Linked DNA regions of Danio rerio: region 2 is linked to region 1. Evidence: chromatin contacts called from public Hi-C data. All regions are on one chromosome and are shown on one strand. The core of a region is the stretch at or near the end of the contact, and the rest is flanking DNA. Distances in the headings are between cores, read along the strand shown.

Region 1 (3,583 bases), core at 454-2,953:
ATGTCTTTGGACTGAGGGAAATTTGAGCACCCATAGGTGTTCTACGCAGACATGGGAAGAGCATGCATACTCCACACAGAAAGGCCTCCTGGTCCAGTCTGAACTCGAACAAGCAACCTTCTTGCTGTGAGGCGGCAATGCTAACCACTTAGCCACCTTGCTACATTTATTTTGGTACATATTTTGTTTAAAGTGTTAATAAAAATTTTTTAAATGTCCTGTTTAACACAAACTTAAAGAATTTTAAGAGTTTATTTTAATTGTCTATATGCATTGTGAATTACGTTAACTTTTAGTATTGAGTCAAGGAGGTAAATAGTAATTGTAATTGGAAAAAGTAATTGAAAAACAATTTTAATGAAGTAATTGGTAATTAGACTACTTTTAAAAAGTAACCTAACCAACATTAGTAATCACTCGTGAAAAATATTCCTGTTTGCATTGTATATGTGATCTTGTATGTAGGGGTGGATTTAGAGATTTAAGAGCCCTCAGCAAATTCAGCCATGGGGCCCAAGTCCTGAGGTGCTCCCCTTGTACTTATATTTAACTTTTATTTATTTTGTTTATTTTTAAATATATCACTTAACCCTTTTCTAGGTTTTATCTTAATGCATTCTCTACATTTTAAATTATTTGTTTCCTTAAAATGAATTTACAACTAAAAATAATTTTGTAAATTTGACTGCTGGACTGCTCCATGACTTGGGGTGGTGGATATTTTGTTTTATAATATTATCATTACATAACGATACATTATTATAATAAATAATATTACATTTTATCGCATATTAAATAATATTTGTGTTCAAATTTTATTAGCTTGACTCTCACTATACAAAATATGATAGAAAACGATGTTATATATTGTTTATAGATCATTTATACTTCTAGATATTTATTGGGGTCCCCCAGATTTTCTGGGACCCTAAGCGGCCACTTACCTCGCTTATTGGTTAAATTCACCCCTGCTTGTATGTTATGTGGTGAGTAAAATAGTAGCAAATTTGCACTTTGGGGTGACCCATGCAGTTTAATTTAAAACCAATAATAAAAATTATTTCTTGATTTTAGGCAGGGCAGTGGGTAGCGCTGTCACCTCACAGCAAGAAGGTTGCTGGTTTGAGCCCCGGCTGGGTCAGTTGGCATTTCTGCGTGAAATTTGTGTGTTCTCCCCGCGTTTGCCCGGGATTCCTCCAGGTGCTCCGGTTTCCCCCACAAGTTCAAAGATGTGGTATGGGTGAATTGGGTAAGCTAAATTGTTCATATTGTATATGTGTGATAATGAGAGTGTATGAGTGTCTCCCGAGGGATGGGTTACGGCTGGAAAGGCATCTACTGCGTAAAACATATGCTGGATAAGTTGGCGGTTCATTCCGCTGTGGCGACCCCAGATTAATAAAGGGATTAAGCCAAAAAGAGAACGAATGAATGAACGATTTTCTTGATTTTAGCCCCATAAATGTAAAGTTTACAATATAAGTGATTTTTATAACCACTACCGTACCCTATATATAAGAGGGTATGATAGTGGTAACAAATCACTTTTAACAATAATATAATTATAAATCTATCTAAAAAAAAAAAAAAGACTTCAAATTGTTGTCTAGAAAAAAACATTTTTAACGCCATTTCAGGCTTTTGTGGTTGCCAAGTAAGGTGAATCCCGATCTCTTTGAAATCCACTTCCGGCTTTCCCAGGTTCCGATCTGAATTCCTACTGCTCTCTTTCTCTCTCAGTGAGATCAGTGAAAAATATCTCCAACCGTCCGGACTGACTCTCTCTCTCTCTCTTCACCTTTACACATTATGTCTGCGCTGACGCCTCGCATTTCGCTACACTCCAGCTCGGCGTTGGTCTAATCTCGGAAATATGGATTGACTTTGATTTTTCTCGGTCGCCTGTTGAAGTTTCAAAGCGCATTTCTGCGACTGGTCGTGTGTCTCTGCTCAACGAGCTTCATGTTTCCTTCGGCAACTTTCGGAAGTAACTCGTTCCGGATGTGTTCACACTGTTGAACTGCTCCGTGCGCACGATCAGAGGGATTTTAAATAAGGATTGATTCCGTGGCTTTTCACACTTCTTTTATTCGTGTTTAAAGTGATGGCGGAGCGGGGAGCCCGGCTGCTCCTCTCTCTTTTCTGCCTCACGATCACAGTTTCACATGCTGAAAAAGGTAAGAATGGGATTGAAGAGCATTCAAACTTTCTGCGGCGCAGCCCGCTCCCTGTTGTTCCCAAGAGTGTGAAATATGTGTAAATATGTGCAGGAACGAGTGTGTGTGACTAACATTTTAATCTCAACTAACTTTGAAAATCAATGGTATTTATCCAGTTCATTGAACACGTACTGCTGACAGCCCCATTAATCAAAACATTACGTCTAATCCAGCCGTGGTCTTCATATTTGCTCTGAAAATCTAATTTATGGAAAATGTATGATCTGCATTAACACCTTAACATGTCCACCTGAATAGAAAATCTCATTATTATTAACAAATGAGTCACCAAACTGGCTTGATGGAAAACAGCGTAAATGATTGTTCATTTTAGGCTAATAACCTAATTTCTATTGGGCTTAAAGAGTGTTTCTTTTGCATCATACTACACATAAGAAGTTTATATTAGGATTTTAAACATTGTTGTACAGTGCAGATATGCTAGAAGTTGAATTTGTTTTTCAATGCATGCTTGAAAAAAAAAATTAAAAAGGGCATTTGGGAAGAATATGTACACTTTTTATTGGTCTTGATGCAGTTCTGCATTGAAAAGTGAAATTAAATTACTTTCATCAGCTTGAAACCTAAAAGAAAACACACCTGAGATAAAAAGTGTCTAAAGGTAATGCAGAATGCCCTCAAATTGTATATTTATACAGACTTTTAAAGCCTGCACAAAGTGTTTTCAATTTAATAAAAGAAATGATGAATTTAAGCACATTTATGAATAATAAAAACATACTCCGACATGAGAACGATTGTGATTGTTACATTTTAGTTACACTGCATTAGACTTGCCTTTGATTCAGGAACTGAGCTGGGTCAGAGCTACCATTTTTTATTTTAGGGCTGTTCATGTGTCATTTCATTACATTCTGGCACAGAATATTGAGCTGCAAAAAGAGCAGCCTTAACAAAGCTGTGTAAATATGCCATTTTTGAGAGTATAAATTGCAATCAATCAATCTTTTGTTTGTTCTTTATTACTATTCATTCATAGTGATTATTATAAAGCTCTTGCTAAATGTGCACGATGCATCATTTAACTCTCCGTCCAACATGTTTTCACTACAGTATGGATAGGTGTGCTTGTTTATTAAGATCACGTAGGGTGAGAGCAGGCCGTGGTGGAGTTTGCGGCTGGGCTGTCTTGCGTGCGGAGGCTGATGAAAGCTGCTCTGCTGCATGAAAAGCAATGTGCTGTGGTAAAAAATCACAGGCTTTGCTGGAGATCAGTACAAAAGAGAGGAATGGGGGGCTGGGTGGAATGGGCAGACTCTGTCTGGAAAGTAATAAAACCAGGAGATTAAGGGGGGGGAACAGGGAGTTCCTTTGGGAGTTTTGATTGATTCCAGAGAATTGGA
Region 2 (3,583 bases), core at 483-2,982, 120 kb after region 1:
TGTGGAAAACACTTTTAGATCTCTATTCATTATTGGATAGTCGCCTCTGTTATGGTATAGTGGTAACATAGGGCATGGTACATGAAATTATTTAAAATATCTTGGAACGCATCTGGGCATAAAATAATCTAGAGAAATCTTTAAAGGTTTAATTGGAGATCTTGGAAAATGTTAACGTTAGCCTGATAGCATTTAAAAGCCACATGCCAGCTTTTAAATGGCCATCCAAAGCCATGCCAATGCATGAACGTGCACTAAACAAAATCACTACAATACATCTTATAACATTTACCGGAGATAAAACTTTACAGTACAGTTGGTAATTACGAAACCAATCCCAAACCTAAAAAAAGAGGTAGTATGTTGTATACCTGGTATTCACTGTGACTTTCTAATGATGTTATCCTTTCTAACGGAGCACAGAGGTATGCGATTACCTATTTTTAAAGGCCATTAGGGCAGCCTATCACAATATTCAGACCAAACTTTTCTTGGTCTTACAACTTTCAAGGAATAATAAAATACATAAAAAGACATCTGAACCACTTAGTTTAGTGATTGTTATCATGATGTGGAGAGACTTTCAACCAGCATTACCAAAATGGCTTCTGCTAGACAATCACCTATTGTATTTTACATATTGATTTCTGGGTAACTGTAATGAAAAGCCAATGTGAAACACTTGACATAAAGTTAGATATTCCAGATATGGTCCAAATAAATACAGACAATTTAAACTCTTCAGTTTAAGTCATCCGTCCTTCCGTTGAAAAAGACACCAGAAATTCGGAAGAGTTTGCAATGAAATCATTCATTCAATTGATTCGTTCAAATGTGTAATTCATGGAAAAAAGAAGCAAAGTTGTGTTCTAATTCAAGAATTTTGAAATGATACTTTCTAAATCATGATTCCTATTCCAATTTTATTTCGATTTATTGCCCAGCACTTATTTATAATGAAATATTATACAGTACTAGGTAAAACTTGTGGTCTCAGACACTTAAGGCTAATGTATACTTCTGCCTCAAACACATGCGTATGCCCTGGCGCAACCTTCATGCGGTCCAATAGCCCTCGCTGTGGCTGATATTTGCAACGACACATACCGCAAGCTTTGTGATTGGTCAGCTTGGTAGCTGTGACAAGTGTGTGTGATAGCTGCAAGCTCGATGGAGCGAGTGCTTGCAAGTGTCGAGTCCCATGAAGCAGCTCTAGTTGGAAACTTTTGTTTAGTGTTTACCTTATGATTAAAGTTATAGCACGTCCACCAGTTTCCACCTCTGAATGAGCAGTTTTAGCTACTTGTACATTAAGGTAGCATTCAGAGAAAACACCTGCAAACTCTAAACAGAGGAACATAAAAGTCTTCTGCCAGCTAGTGTTTTGGATGTGTCATTGCAGAGCAACACAAACAGCGTGCAGAACACCCAGAATGCACGACTACCATGGGGCATGACAATCACTTGACACTGAAGTATAAACTAACCTTTAGACTCCATTGTACACTACAATGATGTCTATTATAATCAGTTTTGGTATGGAAAATCTTTGTAAAAAGCTAACTTTGGACTATTTAGACAGTTACCTTTGGACTATACAGTGTTGACAATGTGAACAGAACTTGCATCTATCTTACAGAAATAAATCTAATCCAGATGTGTTTATGCTGGGATCACTATTACCTCGCATTTGTCTTGAGTAAACTTTTTCGAGCACAGCCTAACATTTGCCAGAGTGCAATTATACAGCCGGAGAACAGTACAGCCAACAAAAGCAGCTGCTGTAATGCTTTCGTTGCCATTTCTATAAGTCCAAATGTGAGTCAGCATATAAGTGTTTAGTTCCAGGAGGCCCCTCTAAGTGGACAGAGGGCTGACCACAATTACTACCAACAGACCCTGAAACTTCCTATCTGACCAACACCCGCAAACTCCATTACAAGATACTTTAAATCATGTGAGATAAAACCTTCACTGTTTGAATGAACCTTAGAATAGGTGCAAGCAAGTCAAAATATGATGCAATACAATACTTTCACATTTTTATGCCTGTAAGTTATTATTCAGAAAGGCAGCTAAAATGTCTATAGCTCGGGTAACTTTAACAATTCTCTACTGTCAAACCTGTTCCTGGTGGGCTGCTGTCCTGCAGAGTTTAGCTTTATCCATAATTAAACACTCCTGAACCAGCAAGTCGAGAGTTGCATCTCAATCAGATCCCTAGCTCCCGAGGTTGTGAAGCAGTAGGTCATGTACACAAATTCGGTTAGTGTGGTACAAAAACTTCCTCATTGAACAGCATTAAAATTTTTGAATAAATTATTTATAATATATAATTTATTTATTAATTATAAATAATTTATAGTTTTTTTGTTTTGTTTAAAGCACATTATAGATAAATAATTTGATTGTTACATATACCAGCAACATTTCAGCCATTAATCAGTTATAAATGTTTGCTAGGTTGTTCGGTACCGGTCTAAGTTTGTTTATAAAGTTGTTGTTCTTTTATGGTTAAATATAATTATGAGAAGTTTCTTTTGAAAAAATGTCTCTTGTTTGTCATTATGCTTGGTGATTTGGTTCACGTGACTCATAATTGGTGCTTTAGAACATTCATTAAGGGACCATAGTGAGCATCGATGCTCCCTGATTTTCACGGTGCATTGTGGCACTTTTAAGGGAGTGAACATTTTAGTGCACTGGAATAATTTTGTGGGTGAGACTGCACTTAATATAGCTGGCTACCTGAGCAGTGCGCTGACTACTGAACAAGGGAACTGATTGAGACACACCCAAGGTCTTCAAATTCACTGCAAACTTCCAGGCAAATGTGTTGTTTGGAGACAAACCCTCAGGGATTGGACACCACTGTGTTAAACATGAAGGAGTATATCACTTACTCGTTTACTCACTTTCCTTTGATTTATTTCCTTCTTTATCTGGGACTACCCACCTTGGTCAAACTCATCTGCTTATAATCTCAGTAATCCAGAAGAACTTCATTAGCTTATTCTGGTGTGGTGAATTGGTTTTGGAGCTAAACTCTCAGGATAGTAGTGCACTGGAAGAATTTTGCGGTTGAGATTGCACATAATAGAGCTGGCTACCTGAGCAGTGCACTGACTACTGAACAAGGGAACTAATTGAGACACACCCAAGGTCTTCAGACTCACTGCAAACTTTTAGGCAAATGTGTTGTGTGGAGACAAACTCTCAGGGATTGGAAACCACCGTGTTAAACTTGAAAGTGTCTATCACTTACTCGTTCGCTTTCCTTTGGTTTATTCCTATCTTTATCAGGGACTACCAAAACAAATGAGTTGCCGATTAATTTGGCACATATTTTCCTGGTCGATGTCTTGTAAGAGACCATGTAGGGTGAATTGCATACATCATTTCTGTTGCCAAATTTGAATTTCACTTCTAACAAGAATTTACCTCTAAGGCACTTTATGTTAAGAGACTCTTGTGGAAAGGCTGAGAATGCAACTTCTCGTTGGGTTGAACTAAAAAAAAAAAGTTGCATTGACACATTATGCTCCCTCAGCGTTATGCACTGACTATTGAACAAGGGAGCTGA

What was found. A called contact is a pair of places that touch in the nucleus more often than the background predicts.
Region 2: a Hi-C map of embryo shows a contact between it and region 1, with 2.3 times the contacts expected there. The contact joins the enhancer-like site here to the promoter of neo1a in region 1. A contact is called at or near these places in 2 of 18 Hi-C or Micro-C datasets (embryo and an unstated tissue) and 1 of 4 datasets of contacts at active chromatin or transcription factors (embryo).

The regions. Positions count from the first base shown.
Region 1 is chr7:68,707,444-68,711,026 of GRCz12tu, forward strand. neo1a (neogenin 1a) reads left to right here and starts at 1,704. Exons shown (of 29, transcript NM_173218.2): 1 at 1,704-2,177. The coding sequence starts at 2,105.
Region 2 is chr7:68,826,764-68,830,346 of GRCz12tu, forward strand. All of the region lies in intron 1 of neo1a (neogenin 1a), which reads left to right. Among named protein-coding and RNA genes, the nearest start is that of neo1a, 120 kb to the left of the region's middle. Within about 2 kb of position 1,733, at least 3 of the 62 cell types and tissues checked have an H3K27ac peak or open chromatin away from gene starts, as enhancers often do.